4 separate regions of the Mus musculus genome follow, and all the other regions are linked to region 3. Evidence: chromatin contacts called from public HiCAR-type, HiChIP or PLAC-seq and promoter capture Hi-C data. All regions are on one chromosome and are shown on one strand. The core of a region is the stretch at or near the end of the contact, and the rest is flanking DNA. Distances in the headings are between cores, read along the strand shown. Region 1 holds the start of Smarcad1 (SWI/SNF-related, matrix-associated actin-dependent regulator of chromatin, subfamily a, containing DEAD/H box 1). Region 2 holds the start of Atoh1 (atonal bHLH transcription factor 1). Region 3 holds the start of Grid2 (glutamate receptor, ionotropic, delta 2). Region 4 overlaps Ccser1 (coiled-coil serine rich 1).

Region 1 (3,758 bases), core at 995-3,494, 1.8 Mb after region 3:
TAGTACATTTTGAGACTTTTCCAGAACTGTATGGACTTGGGTGGATTAGGCCTTTGTTTTAGTTTTGGCAGATGGTGCTGTCTCCTTGCTGAGTTTTACGGTATGCATGGCATTTCCATCACAGAGTGAGGTGTGCTAGGTTTGTATCATAGGTGAGCCCTCCAATTCTGGATTATAGTTCATTCCAGATAGAGTCAAGATGACAACCAGGAATAGCCATTACAGTATACAGACTACTTTTAAAAGCAGACTTCATGCCCAGCAGTAGGCATTCTACAGAAAACATACCCAGTGGCATATTTGGAAATTTGTTCTTATAATGTCAAGTGGCTTGCATGCATGCTTATTTATTTATTTATTTATTTATTTATTTATTTATATTTTATCGTTTAAAATGTTTATTTGCTTTTATTTATTTTTCTCTTTTTGAATCCACACAGGCGCTTTGGGAACATATTATGGCTTCTGGTTTTGTGGTTTTTGTTTGTTTGTTTGTTTGTTTTGGTTTTTGAGACAGGGTTTCTTTTTTCTTTTTCTTTTCTTTTTTTTACACTGTGGCATGAGTTGTTTTAATTTGTTGTGCTGTTACTAAAGTTCTGAGAGCTGTGGTTCAAACATTCCAAGTTCTCCCATCTTTATTGATTCTCAAAATTTTGTACAGAAAACTCTTTGTGGGCTAGAACAGCAGTACTTGCACCACACTGTTTCCTTGACTTCAAGTTTCAAAAGCAAATTGAGACAGGGTTTCTCTGTGTAGTCCTGGCTGTCCTGGAACTCACTCTGTAGACCAGGCTGGCCTTGAACTCAGAAATCTGCCTGTCTCTGCCTCCCAAGTGCTGGGATTAAAGGCTTCTTTAGAGTCTCAAGGAATAAGGATAAACAAAGTGACTACTAGCCCCAAATTATCTGTCCTTAACAGAATTCTCCTTTCTGGTTGACTGTTATTAGTTGGTTTATGCTCTTACAAACTCTGCGTGTTGAGTCCTGAGTCCCAAGTAGTTCAGAAAGGGACCACATTTGGACATAGGGTCTTCAGAAAAGGTAATGAAGTTAAAATGAAGTGACTAGCACACGCTCCCATATTGTACAAATTATGTTCTCATTAGAAGAAATGTGGACATAGACAAGGTAAGTGCAGGCACAAGAACATGGTGTCACAAGTCTAGAAAGGAGGCCAGAATAGGTCTACAAAATACTTTCAGTGTATTTCAGATCTCAGAGAAAATGTTTCCTTGTGTTTATGCCATCTGGAATGTGCTACTGTTCTATTGTGACTGCTTTGGTTTGGGTATGGTTGGTGTGTGTACTCAAAAGGTGATGTATGTGGAAGAAGCTATTTTCATTTTTTTTCCCGAGCTATTTTCTAGTATAGTAGGGTAGAGAGGTAAGGAAACCTTTTCAGGGTGAGGTCCAGTGATGGGGCCATGGTCCAGACAAGGGATTAATGTTGTTCTCCTTTAAGTAGATTAATCTCAGAGAAGGTGGGCTACCACAGAAAAGGATGTATGAGCTTTCCTTGGTCTGTTGCTTCTTGGTGTGCTATGGGATCATTTCCTGAAAGGATATCCAACATGGTGCACACGTATCACAAATCGACTAGAAGAGAAAATGCCAACAAACAAAACCAAGGAAAATCATGTCAACAGTGGAGAAGCTCAAGCAAAGCCTTTGTGTTGAAAAGTATCAGATATTGTCTCTTACTAATTACTTAGCATCTGCAGGACTGTGTGTGTGTGTGTGTGTGTGTATGTGTGTGCGCGCTCTGTCTCACAGAACACTTGTGGAAGCCAGAGAACAACGTTCAGAATTGGTTTTTTTCCTTTTACTAAGTGGCTCTAGGTGATTGAACTCAGGTCATCAAACTTAGTAACAAGCACCTTTAAAAAGCGCCTTTACCCGCCAGGCCTCAGTTTTTTTTATTTTGTAAAACTGTCTTGTAATGATTGAGATTACACAATTAAAACACTGTCACGTTCGAAACGACGAACATAAATTTAGTGAAAAATTATATTGCATATTGACATTGTGGAACATAACCGACAAGCTCCGAATTAATTGTATCTTGCGACGCCATTTGCTCTCATCTTGTTTTATTGTTTTATTAGCTCTGTAGCCGGCGCGGTGAAAAGGAACCAAGAAACAATTCCAGCCTTAGAATCTAGCAGAGATAGATACAGGTTACCATGACAACGGCGCGCTCAGACATTTTTCTGACCACGCGACGCTTGGGAGAACAAGGCCTGGGCTGCGTGTTGCGTCATCACTACGCGCTCCGTGGCTTGCCCAGCGCTGCCTTGGAAGGTCCCGGCCAGGCTACCGTCGCCTCCCTCAAAGAATTATTTTGTTCTTGTCCACCTTTGTTCCAACGAGGAGCCTGCCAGGCTGTAAGTGCGTGCGTGCGTGCGGGCGGCGGGCTCCCTTCGGCGGCGCGCCGGCCTGTCAAGCTTCCTCCTCGGCCGGGCCTCGCCGCGTCTACTTCCGGGCGGCGCGCCGCTCCCGCTTCGGCCCTTTGTGTTCCCGCGGCGGAGGCTCGGGCCTCGCGGGCTTTGTGGAGGCGGCGGGCGCTCGGTGCGGGCTGCGTGGCGGGAAGGCGGGCGCGCACCTCTGCGGCCCGGGTGAGGACCTCGTGCGAGGGTCGGCTCGGGCTCGTGGGGTCGCGCGGGCCGGGTCGAGGGCGCGACGGGCATTTGGCCGGGACTGCAATCCGCCGTCCCCGTGTGGCCTAACAAAGCACAGCCGGAACCGGGCTCGGGCATCGGTGCGGCCGGACCCCCTTTCTCTGGGAGCCAAGTGTGGTGGCTTTGTGTGGCTCCTTGTTTTCACCGCCTCATCCCCCTGTTTTTTGTTCCCTCCCTGCAGCTAGTTCATTGAAAGCTGTCAGCCCCCTCAGGGTGGTGGTTCCTCCCAATATGAATCTTTTCAACTTGGACCGTTTTCGCTTTGAGAAAAGGAGTAAGATTGAGGAAGCACCCGAAGCAGCCCCTCAGCCCTCCCAGGCCCGTCCTTCGTCACCAATTTCTCTTAGTGCTGAAGAGGAGAATGCTGAAGGGGAAGGTAGCAGGGCAAACACCCCAGACTCAGATGTAACTGAGAAAACAGGTGAGTTACAATGTTGCACACTGATAACAACCGGAGGTGACAGGCAGGAGGGAATCCACTTTTTTGTTACACTTTAATGTTACACAGATTGATACAGTGTTTCCAGTTTTGTGCATTGAAATCCAGCATTGGGACTGCCATAGCCACCAACTACCTGCCAACCCGAGCCTTACCTCCATTGTCTCACTTGTAGGAGTTCTTGGGATTCAGCATAATGGTGGACGCTGAAAGCCGAGTGTAGAGAATTCTTGGGTCAGAATGGCTACTGAGAGAAGAATGTAGGCAGTTCTAGTAGACTTCAAGGTTATTAATTTAGTTACAGGTTTTCATCCATTCTAATATTTTCATTTTTCGCCCCTTGTTCTGTCTCTTTTGTTTGTTTTGAGGCAGGATCTGACTTTGTGGCCTTGGCGCTTGTGTGAAACCGCGTGGACTGGATGGCTTTGAACTTGTGATCCTTCTGCCTCTGCCTCCCAGTTGCTGGGATTCCAGCCACATGTCACCGCACCTGACATCTTTTCCTGGCTTTTTGAAAGCAGTGTCCCTCCCTGCCTTACCTTCTCCAGTGATTGCAGATGGGGTTTCATGCTTCCCCCAGCACTGATCTTTTCTGCAAGCTAGATGTGACAGATGCTTGAAGATAACATCTAGATCCAAAT
Region 2 (3,649 bases), core at 983-3,482, 1.5 Mb after region 3:
CTGATAAATTAAGACCAGTGGCATGAAAAGTGTTGCACAAACATTTGTCTATATTCCTTGAGTTTTTCTGAGCATAAAGAAAAACAAGTATTTGGAAGTTTTGTGGTTAAATTTAAAATGCAAATAAAATACCTGGAGGATAGAAATCCCAGGAAAATTTGAGCGCCCTGCACATTTAGTACTGACATCTTGTGGAAAAACTTCTACCTTTCAGCTAACAGGTCAGAGAGTCACCAAATGAAGAACAAAGCCGTCATGGCTACCTAACCTTTCCAGGCTCTCACGTTGTCTTTCATACACAATTGATGATGTTGGGTCCCTCGGTTACTGGAAAGTCTTGCTTTTCAGATTGTACTTGACAGTTAGTAAAGCTAGGTACAGTGTTGGTTGATTTCAACAGTACCCAGACCAGTCTCCAAAAATACAGAAGAATGCTGTACCCGCCAAATAAAGGCATTATTACCTTTTCCTTTATTGTTGTCGATGGTTGTCTTTTAGGTTTGGAGGGTACTTCCTGATTTACCTGTCTACCCCCCACCCCATCTATTGTTAGAGTATTTATTTCTGCAGAGCTTACACTCTTTAAGAAAAGGGCTCCTCTGATCTTTCTGTCAGCATTGGAAGGCCCGGAACTGTTCTTTATACAGTAGCAAATGGGCACACTGGAAATAGAGAAACAGGTGAAGTCTGACGATAACTTTGAACTCTCTTCTGTCCTTCTCTATCTTGTGAGATATAAACACTAGTTTACTCCAGCCGCTGAAATCCTTCGCACAAGGAGCTCCAGATGGCAGGTTGGATCAGGTCCCTGCTAGCGGAACATTTCAACGGCACTGGACCCTGCAAAGACAGGTTCCAGGGAGCTTTCTGCGGTACCATCTGCCGGAAGACGAAAGTCCTCCTAGAGTAGCAACCACCCTGAAAATCGAAAGCACCAGCCACAGTTGCCACCCACTCTGGTGCCCCAGGGACGAAGAAAGCCCAAACTGGAGAGCACTAGGAGCAAGCTGGGGCGTGTCCCGAGCCAGGAAGTTTCTGATTGGCTCTTTGTGGTAAACTACCAGGCGGAGGGCTAAAGAGGTAGGAGGGGAGCGGTTTATAGAGGGAGTGAACACCCTAACTAAACAGAGCGGGACAGGTGGGTTTGACTGTGGTTTCTGGGCGTTTGCGCAAGAAGCCACGCGCACTAGTAAACCGGGGCCTCCCGAGGCAGCAGTTTCAAAATGCCCAGAATCACAAAGAACCCAAAGACCTTTTGCACTAATTCCGGCAGCCTCCTGTGGCTCTGCGTTTATGAGTCCTACGCTGTGAGTTTTGAAACTGTTTGCATGATCCCTTGCGATAGCTCAGCGTAGCGCGATATCCTCCGCGAAGGGCTTTTGCAGACTGAGACCCTAACGGGCTCTAAGAAACACGCTCAAAGGCTCCTGGGGCAATCCCGATTTTGGTATGTCATAACTATACCGCAGCTTTACTTTCCATTAAAAAAAAAAAAGACTACATGAAAAAAAATCCAAGTACTATGTGGACCAAGAGATGCAGACAAAGTCAAAATTAAGAAATACGTTCCCAGAAGCGAATGGTTTTCACCTTGTTCTGATTTTTGATTAGACGCCACTTAACACTTCTACAAATTAAATGTGCAATAGGTAAGAGCTATATACACACCTCTCTATATGTATTTCTGTCACATTGCACATGGGCGATTTTACGAGTTTCTTGAGAGCTGTGATCCAGGCTTGGAGGGATCTCAGGCCAGGCGGGCTACTCCAGTTGGTGCCCCGAAGGCTCTAGGCGCGTCCAGCTTGGCCGGGAGCCGCCTACCCTGGGTCTCATCTGAGCTGGGGCCGCTAGGACACCAGCCGGGAGCCCGCTTCTTCTCCCCTCCCACCCCCCATTCCCCTCACTCAGGTCGCCTGGGAGGTGACACCCTCAGGAGTCGAATTACAGCCCCACAATTAACATATGAATTTCCAGAACTGACTAGAGGGACAAGGGGGAATTTTTTTTTCTTTTTTTTTTTTTTTCCAGAGCCAGAGCTGAACTCCTCGGCACACAGTAACTTTTCACTGGGTGTAAAAACTCTTTGATTGGCTCCTCGCACGCGCCTGCCCGCCCCCTTCTTTGACTGGGCAGACACGCGACTGGCGCAAGGAGGGGGCTGGGAGGGGAGCCGGGGGAGATACACTGGCGCGTGCCGCTTTTTAAAGGGGCGCAGCGCCTTCAGCAACCGGAGAAGCTTCGTTGCACGCGACCTGGTGTGCGATCTCCGAGTGAGAGGGGGAGGGTCAGAGGAGGAAGGAAAAAAAATCAGACCTTGCAGAAGAGACTAGGAAGGTTTTTGTTGTTGTTGTTCGGGGCTTATCCCCTTCGTTGAACTGGGTTGCCAGCACCTCCTCTAACACGGCACCTCCGAGCCATTGCAGTGCGATGTCCCGCCTGCTGCATGCAGAAGAGTGGGCTGAGGTAAAAGAGTTGGGGGACCACCATCGCCATCCCCAGCCGCACCACGTCCCGCCGCTGACGCCACAGCCACCTGCTACCCTGCAGGCGAGAGACCTTCCCGTCTACCCGGCAGAACTGTCCCTCCTGGATAGCACCGACCCACGCGCCTGGCTGACTCCCACTTTGCAGGGCCTCTGCACGGCACGCGCCGCCCAGTATCTGCTGCATTCTCCCGAGCTGGGTGCCTCCGAGGCCGCGGCGCCCCGGGACGAGGCTGACAGCCAGGGTGAGCTGGTAAGGAGAAGCGGCTGTGGCGGCCTCAGCAAGAGCCCCGGGCCCGTCAAAGTACGGGAACAGCTGTGCAAGCTGAAGGGTGGGGTTGTAGTGGACGAGCTTGGCTGCAGCCGCCAGCGAGCCCCTTCCAGCAAACAGGTGAATGGGGTACAGAAGCAAAGGAGGCTGGCAGCAAACGCAAGGGAACGGCGCAGGATGCACGGGCTGAACCACGCCTTCGACCAGCTGCGCAACGTTATCCCGTCCTTCAACAACGACAAGAAGCTGTCCAAATATGAGACCCTACAGATGGCCCAGATCTACATCAACGCTCTGTCGGAGTTGCTGCAGACTCCCAATGTCGGAGAGCAACCGCCGCCGCCCACAGCTTCCTGCAAAAATGACCACCATCACCTTCGCACCGCCTCCTCCTATGAAGGAGGTGCGGGCGCCTCTGCGGTAGCTGGGGCTCAGCCAGCCCCGGGAGGGGGCCCGAGACCTACCCCGCCCGGGCCTTGCCGGACTCGCTTCTCAGGCCCAGCTTCCTCTGGGGGTTACTCGGTGCAGCTGGACGCTTTGCACTTCCCAGCCTTCGAGGACAGGGCCCTAACAGCGATGATGGCACAGAAGGACCTGTCGCCTTCGCTGCCCGGGGGCATCCTGCAGCCTGTACAGGAGGACAACAGCAAAACATCTCCCAGATCCCACAGAAGTGACGGAGAGTTTTCCCCCCACTCTCATTACAGTGACTCTGATGAGGCCAGTTAGGAAGGCAACAGCTCCCTGAAAACTGAGACAACCAAATGCCCTTCCTAGCGCGCGGGAAGCCCCGTGACAAATATCCCTGCACCCTTTAATTTTTGGTCTGTGGTGATCGTTGTTAGCAACGACTTGACTTCGGACGGCTGCAGCTCTTCCAATCCCCTTCCTC
Region 3 (3,660 bases), core at 320-2,819:
TGTGGACATACACCCGTTTTTAAAAATTCATCATCTGTATCAACATTTATGGAAGTGCATCAAAATACTCTGAATAGTAGATGACATCAATAATAACATGAAGATCATCCGTATTGAATTCATGGTGGGGAAATGAACAGATGATGAAAAGTGATTGGGAAGTGCAGTCAGTGATGGCTTCCTGGAAGTACTGGTTTGTTCTAGATTCAGAAGAATTGAAATTCAACAACTGGGGCTCTGTGCAAATCAATGTTATCCAAAACATGTGTATAAGTCCCAACCATCAGTGAAGACATTGGTGAGCTCATTTTAAAGTAGTGTTTCTTTTAGACTCCATGGAAGACTGCATTGAGAGCCTAGGAGATGGGTGGGATTATTTCATACTCAAGGGTCGGGCAGTGTTTCATGAGTGACAGGTTTCTGCTCTTGAGGTGCTGAGGGACTTGAATGACTTTATTGTAATCCATGAGATACTGTTGATGTGAGCAGCAAAAGAACAAAACATTTTCTCGAACGTCCAGGGATGGAATTTACAAAATGAAGGAAAGTTAGGATATTTCAGACGCGAGAATAGGCAACTAAGTCAAATCATCAAGATAGTAGAAAAGGGGTCAGTGAGGAAACAGGAACAAAAGATCTTAGCCAGATTCACAATGAACTTGGGTTCTGATATCCATCCCCCAGGTAACAAGTTTCCCAGCCAGTGGACTACGTTTGTAATTGAAACAGTATCAGAGCTGTTAATAGCTGACCTCAGTTACACACTTGATTGAGTTAACAGAACCCCCTTCTGCAATAAGATGGAAGGATATAAACTAGTCATTAGAAGTCACCAAGAGCAGGGGTAAAGCTTGCACAAAATCCCTTCTTTTAAGGCCGGGACCTTACCTTACAGTGCATCTGCAGGCTCCCCAAGAACAGCAAGTAGCTTCCCTGTGGCTACTTAACTGCACAGGTGATTAACTTAATGCAGGATTTTGACGACTGAGGCTGTTTTGTTTGTTTTGTTTTATTGTCCTTAACATTTTTAGATATATATTTGAATGTCAAGACTGTCTGTTTTCTAACAGTATATCAAAATTCTTTCTGCATTTTGATTGCCTTAAAAACACCAGAGACCGAAAGGGGGGGGGGGGGAGCAACCCACTGTTTAAAGGTAATTAGCACGTTCTCCGCTTTTTATAACTTTATAATTGAAATCTCATTAAAAGCTTTCTAGGTCTTCTTTTCCCTAAGTGACTAGGTGTCCCTAATTTGTTCTTAGCCAATGTGACTAATTCCAGACGACGCCTAGAAAAAAGTCCGGTACCTGTTGGGGGATAGCAAGGTTAAATAAGTGGGGTGGCTTTTTAGGTTGTTTTTATAACCTACGGGGAAAAACAAAAACATCCAAAAAAAAAAAAAAAACCGTCAAGGCAGGTGGGGGACTTCACTGCCTTCTCTTTGAGTCCTGCCTTTCTCAGTCCGGGTGAAGATTCCCAGGGAATTGAGAGCGCGGTTTTGTTTCTCCCTTGTATTGCAGATAGGGGGAGGAGGTGGTTATTAGAAGCTCTTCCTCTCTCGGTTCCCCTCTCCGCCTGACAGCACCGCTCTCTTGCGGACTCGCTTCTCCTAGGTGATCCATTTCTAGGCAACGTGGGGCTGCAGCGGAGCTTGCCAGGCTGCTGTTGGCTTCCCGCATCCCGCCAGGCGAGCGGCTCGGGAGCATCCTGCAGCCGCGGCTCCGCGCGCCGGCCTGGCCCGCTGCTCGCTCCCGCCGGACTCCCCCGCCACCGCGCCCGCCGCGCCAGCTCCGGGGCCCGTCTCGCGCCGAAGGGGAGTATTCTCTGCATTACTAGCTGCATTACCTTCAAGTTCACTTTTGCCACCCCTCCCGAAGCGGACCTCCCCCTCCCCGCTGGAATCTGGCGACTCCGATCGCATCTTCATCCTCGCTGGTGGCACTGAGAGCTGGCCGCGAGGCGCCACGACCGCGCACGGCCCCGGGTGGAGGGGCTCGGCGGCGGGGGAGGGCGCGGGCACATCCGGCGCGGGGGTGCCCAAGTTGCGGCGGAGCTGGGACCCGCCACCGCGGCCCCCGTGCGGCCACGGCCACCGTCTGAGCGCCAGCCTCGCCCCCCGTCCGAGAGCAGCCAAGGCTGGATACATTTTTTAAAAAGCCCAACTGCAAACAACTCTGGCAATGCCAAAATTCCCCTCCGAGTGACAGGGCTTGGGAGGAGGCTGCCTCTGGCTGTGCTAGCTCTCGGGTCGCCCGTGCCTCTTCTGTGACCAGAAAAGATTGTGCTGTAAAGAGGGATTTGGAAATTAGGGGGAAAGCTGCACTCAACTCTATCCTGACCTCAAACTCTGTGGACCGCTTAAGAGAATATCTACGTCTTGGAAGCAAAGTCGTGGTCAAGGAGGATCGGCATCGGAGGATGGAAGTTTTCCCCTTGCTCTTGTTTCTGTCCTTCTGTTGGTCTCGAACCTGGGACCTGGCGACCGCTGATTCTATCATCCACATCGGTAAGACAGGGCTTCTGTGGCTTGTGGCGACTTTCCCTAACGTTTCCTTGGCTGTGATCTCTGCTTCCCCACCCCCTCGAGCCTCCGGCTGCTGCCAGAGTGGCCTAGGTTCGCTCCCCTCGGTGCCCGCGCTCTCACGGGCTCAGCTTTCCCTAAGCAGTGACTGAGCCTCGCGGCGCGGAGTGAGGCCGTGTGTGGAGTGCGGGCCGGGCACTAGAGGCTCACGCCTGCCTCCGCGCAGGAGTGTGGGGAGTGTGGGGACTCCGGGTGTGGGGAGAAGGAAGTTTGATTGACTCTATCTTCTCGATTTTTCCCGGATGTACATTTGAGCCATTAAAAAAAAATCATAGGGGGTAAGGCTGGCAGTGGCATCCGCGGGGGAGAGATGCGGGCTGGGGCCGGGGGCGCTCCCCGCGGCTCGAACAGGTGGTTTTGCATCCTGAGCGGCCGAGTCCGCTGCGGCGATCGATGCGGACTCCCAAGCTCGCCGTCCTCTGCGGTTCCCGCGACTCGGAGGCTGGAGAGGATGGCGGGGCACTCGCTCCCAGTCCGGGGCGTGGGAGACGCCAATGCCGGCGCAGGCCGCTCCGGTGCCCGGCACAGACACGGTGGCCTCTGACAGCCATCTCCAGAGCTGCTCCCGGGCGAGCTGAGTCCGGGCGCCCCGAGGCCCCGCGGGTCGCCAGGCTCCTGGCCCCACCTATTGGCGAGCCGAGCGTCCGGGCAACGTGGCTGGAGCGGCGGGGCTCGAGTCATTATCATGCAGGGTGCCCGCAGCGAGGGCTCCAACTCTTCTCACTTGCTAATCCCTGAGAGCTAAGTGGAGACTGGCTTTTGCAGCCTTTTTTTTTTTTTTTTTTTTTCCGCGTTAATGTGATGATTTCCTTTTCGGCAATTCGCCCCCTGGGCAAGCAAGGTTCATTTGCTGGGCTGCAGTGAGGCCCCTCTGGAGGATTTTTTTTTTTTTTCTTTTTTGGGTACAGGAGTTTTATCAGTACAAATGGTTTCCTGTTCTGCAAATCCTGGCGACAGATGGGTCACAGCTTCTTTGCCCTTCTACCGTGGCGCGCGCGCGCGCGCGTACACACACACACACACACACACACACACACACACACACGTGGCAGGTGAAGCAGCTGCAGGTGGTAGTTA
Region 4 (3,989 bases), core at 515-3,014, 1.9 Mb before region 3:
TGGACATCTGAGACTTCAAAGCCCACCCTTCCCCCAAGCGACACACTGCCTCCCACAAAGTCATACCTCCTAATAGCAACACTCCCTGTGGTCCTAAGGGGCCATTTTCACTCAAGCCATCACAATGCTGACTTTGGGGTGTTTTATCATTTACTTTTATCAATGACAAGAACTTTGAATGGCAATGATTATTTATTTTTGTGTATCTATATTACCTGATAAACCATTATTTAGTTCATGTGTTTCCAGTATTAAGATCCTTTATATTCTTAGGGCATCTTTTACTTGGTTACCTATTACAAGTAAATTATCTGTAAGTTTGGCAGCTTGGCTGCCATCTGATGTGACCTCTTACTGGGTTTTTATAAAACTTTATTTCTATTCTTTAGTCTACTCTTCCCATCTTATGACTGCATTTTTCAGTGTTGCTGTTAAATTGATATTATTTTATTCCTCTCCATAAAGAACTTGATAAGAATAGCATATGATAATGGAGCAAAAGTTAAATATCAAAATTTTAGATAAATATTATGTTTGTATGCTTTATAATATGTCAGTTATATAAAAGGTAAATAATTAAGTTTAATTTATGGGTAACAACACTTTCAGAAAATATTTTTAATATTTAGAGCCCATAAGTTAAATTCACTTCTCATATAATTCAGCATATTACATATTTATTTATATTTAAATTACATTTTACTCAATACTTCACTGTTTGTCTTATGAAAGACAGATGTTGTATATGTTTTCTACACCTGTGTGAAAGATCATGACCAAAAGAACCTTGGGGAGACAAGGGTTTGATTCACCTCTACATTTACATCACAGTGCATAAGAGCAGGAAGCCAAGACAGGAGCTGAAGGCAGGAAGCTGGAGGCAGGGACTAAAGCAAAGGCCATGATGGCTCACTGCTTACTGGCTTGCTCCTGATGGCTTCCTTATACCCCCAAGAATCCCCTGCCTAAGGGAAACATCACCCACAGTGGTGTGAGCCTCTCTACATAAACATTAATTAAGAAATTCCCCACAGGCTAGCTTGTAGGCTAGTCTGGTGGGGCCCTTTTCTTAATTAGTTTCCCTTCTCTCAGATTATGTTGATAAAGAACAGAACAAAGAAACACACATACACACACACACACACACACACACACACACACACACACACACACACAAACCCACCACCACCAACAACAACCAGGAAAATTCCTAACCAAGACTAATCTTATTGCTGCTTCTTTTTACATTTTTTCCCATTTGCTTTTTCAACTTTGCTTTTACATCAGTAACTTGTTAAAGACCAACTTTCATTTTTTTAAACCTTAGAAACAGTGCTAGTTTCTCCTGTGAAACAGTGCTCCACTCTAATGCTACTAAAGGAGAACTTGAGTTCTCACCTCAGTGTAGCACTCAGATCGGTGATTGTTCAGATGGATTAATTGCATTTGTAATACCTAGTTTATTAAAAAACACTAGGAGAATTCTACTTAATGGCTTAATTATTTACACTTCGTTTCCGTGTTTGTGGTCCTGGGTTAAAGCCAGTGCACTGCCTGTTAAGCCCATTCCTCACCACTGAGCCGCACCCTGTCTCTGAGAATGTTGTTTAAAGCTGCTTCAGGAAAATGACTGGACATTCTGAGAGGTGACAGAAACCCAGCTCTTTTCACTTCTGTTCTTTGCTTTCCGTTGGTATCACGTGAGCTGATCTGTGTCCCGCTGTGGCGCATGCATCCTTTATCAGCGCAGATTTTATGCACTTAAGTAAAACGTCATCTGTTGACTTTAGTGTGAGGACTCTGCTCTGTGGGATCCTAAAGGGAGAACTGTGTGCAGGAGAGGTGGCCTTGGCCTCTTCACCCGCTCCCCTCCCTCAGCTTTAAACACATTGTATAATTTTAATAATGAATTATTCATGCTTTTACATAGTTCATTATATGATCCTTTTGTAGGAAAATGAGCTCCGTTCTCTGTGCAGTGACTGCGCAGAAAATCCAATTACTGTCTTTGATCCTGTTTCTCAGACCAAAAGCTTGAACTTGGCATTGCATGGGCTCCTGGAAGTGCTTGTGCTACTATTTCCAAATTTTCCTCCTTTCTGCTCCTCCACCCCACTTCTTTCTTCATTCATCACTCCTACGGTATATGCAAGCAGATCAGCTCTCCTCTTCTCTGACTTCCCACATCAGTGTCTGGTCCTTCTGCAGCCTCCTGACTGCTCCTCTGCCTTTGCTATCAGCTCCTTCATTTGAACCACACTGGAGTGATCCTTTCAACATTGAAAGTAAATTACGTTCTGTGCACTTACCACACTCCCAAGGCTCTTCCCACTCACCCACAGAAGCAAAGGTCCCTAGCCCTGGATGCTTCTCAGGGTTCTGGGCTGTGTTTTCTCTCCCACTTGTCTTACAAAGCTTGGCCCTTGATTGCTGTTTCCAGCTTGCTGCCCTTCTAGATTCCTTCCCACATTGTCTAATGATTTCACGTTAAGGTGTCTTGCAGGAATCCCTCCAGCAGCCACATGCTACTCTCTTCCAGGTTTCTGCCAGTCTGACAGACCTTAGCATTTCTACTTTTTATCTCCCTTGATCCTTACTGTTTTCCATTAAATTCTTCATAACACGTCTCACCATTTTATATTTTTGTTTGTTTATGTGTGACTCAGTATTGAGATAAAAGAGCCCTAAGAGTATGGGCTTTTTTGTTGTTGTTGTTGTTTAAATGATAATAACCTTCAAGGTCTAAAATAGAGCCCTGGGCAAAAGAAGGGTGACACATGTAAAACACTGAAATTGAGATGAACCCTTGGCAGTTTGTAGTAGCTTTACATAATTCCTTTGCAATGATAAGTAACATGCCCCACTATGTTGTTCCTTCAATACTTCAAATGGCTTCATGGCAATCATTACAGGACCTGATTCACAAAGGCCGTGTACACCTCTCCAAGACATATATTCACTTTCTGACCTCACTAAGAGAGACTGAAGGAAAGAACTTTTTCCTCCTTAAATTATGTGTCCCAATGCCCACTGGAGGCCATGGCCATACTTACTTACTCTAAAATGCTGACTTACGTTTATCTACAAACAACACCACAAGGAGAGTATAACTCCTTTGTTCTTTCATGGCAAATTGCCTGTGCAATGAGACTTCTGTTTTAAAAAGTCCTCAGAGAAAACTACACTATTACTCAAATTGTTTCTGTCAAGTCGAATTTCATTCCTGAATTTGTGCTCATTTAAAACATTTAGAAATGGGACATAGTTTATGGATTCAAAGAAAATTATAACTACAGCAGTTGTAAGGCAGTGGAGAGATTAGAAGCTGTTAATCAGCTGCAGTGCCAATTGCATAATTTGTAACTTTGGCCTCTCAGCAATTCAGTTAATTTAACATGACAACTTCATGCTTCACAAGTCCACCATGTCAAGCCATTTAATGGGTTTCTCTTTTCCATTTCTAACCATTCCCATATGATTCTCAGGAGTCTTGGAGATACTAATATTATTCAGAGTTCAGCTCCTGTTAATTTTGCATTTTATTATGAATTCTGGGTATTCATCCTCTTCAGAATGTTACAGACAGTCTAACCCAATGGCTTAGTTAAAATAAGTGTTCAGTTCGCGTTAGATATAGGTATTATCCTGAAAGGTTAAGCATCAGCCCTAATGACTGCATGTGTTTCATAACAATAAAACTTTAAACAGATTTAACATAGAATGTACTTTAACATAAGACTTTTTAAAGGACTTTCAAGATGAGAATTAGTAGTGATGTTTGTTGTAAAGGCGGCTCCTCTACAGTGAGTGAGAAATGGAATGGTTCCAAATAGAATATAATTTTAAGGACTCTTGTCATTATTGTAAGATTAATAATATCATAATCTTTGGAAAGTCGCTATTTAAATTATCAGCTGGAATATCTATGTATTCATATGTAAATTTTTAGTAAGCAGCATTTTATCCTGCTGGATCTTGAAGGGAAACCA

The links. Promoter capture Hi-C pulls out the DNA fragments that hold promoters and counts their contacts. HiCAR-type assays count read pairs that join an accessible place to other places. HiChIP or PLAC-seq counts read pairs in DNA pulled down with a chosen protein or histone mark.
Region 1: a HiCAR-type map of astrocytes shows a contact between it and region 3, with 5 times the contacts expected there. The contact joins the promoter of Smarcad1 here to the promoter of Grid2 in region 3. A contact is called at or near these places in 2 of 39 promoter capture datasets (cranial neural crest and hippocampal neurons) and 2 of 115 datasets of contacts at active chromatin or transcription factors (astrocytes and forebrain).
Region 2: a contact with region 3 is called in an H3K27ac HiChIP or PLAC-seq map of embryonic stem cells, with 17 times the contacts expected there. The contact joins the promoter of Atoh1 here to the promoter of Grid2 in region 3. A contact is called at or near these places in 2 of 39 promoter capture datasets (embryonic stem cells and hippocampal neurons), 4 of 484 Hi-C or Micro-C datasets (all in embryonic stem cells), 4 of 115 datasets of contacts at active chromatin or transcription factors (astrocytes, embryonic forebrain and embryonic stem cells) and 1 of 9 other capture datasets (embryonic stem cells).
Region 4: a promoter capture Hi-C map of hippocampal neurons shows a contact between it and region 3, with 17 times the contacts expected there. The contact joins the enhancer-like site here to the promoter of Grid2 in region 3. A contact is called at or near these places in 7 of 39 promoter capture datasets (cranial neural crest, embryonic stem cells, frontonasal cranial neural crest and 3 more), 5 of 115 datasets of contacts at active chromatin or transcription factors (astrocytes, embryonic forebrain, embryonic hindbrain and 2 more) and 1 of 9 other capture datasets (embryonic stem cells).

Annotation. Positions count from the first base shown.
Region 1 is chr6:65,040,347-65,044,104 of GRCm38.p6, forward strand. It overlaps Smarcad1 (SWI/SNF-related, matrix-associated actin-dependent regulator of chromatin, subfamily a, containing DEAD/H box 1), which reads left to right and starts at 2,245. Exons shown (of 24, transcript NM_001355250.1): 1 at 2,245-2,384; 2 at 2,860-3,099. The coding sequence starts at 2,910.
Region 2 is chr6:64,726,893-64,730,541 of GRCm38.p6, forward strand. Atoh1 (atonal bHLH transcription factor 1) reads left to right here and starts at 2,233. Exons shown (of 1, transcript NM_007500.5): 1 at 2,233-3,649. The coding sequence starts at 2,431. The coding sequence ends at 3,486. It overlaps Gm35851 (a long non-coding RNA gene), which reads right to left and starts at 1,969. Exons shown (of 3, transcript XR_377731.4): 1 at 1,669-1,969.
Region 3 is chr6:63,254,437-63,258,096 of GRCm38.p6, forward strand. Grid2 (glutamate receptor, ionotropic, delta 2) reads left to right here and starts at 1,570. Exons shown (of 16, transcript NM_008167.3): 1 at 1,570-2,508. The coding sequence starts at 2,421.
Region 4 is chr6:61,328,182-61,332,170 of GRCm38.p6, forward strand. All of the region lies in intron 3 of Ccser1 (coiled-coil serine rich 1), which reads left to right. Among named protein-coding and RNA genes, the nearest start is that of A730020E08Rik, 150 kb to the left of the region's middle. Within about 2 kb of position 1,765, at least 9 of the 459 cell types and tissues checked have an H3K27ac peak or open chromatin away from gene starts, as enhancers often do. A contact at or near this core is called in forebrain and hippocampal neurons, where this site is marked.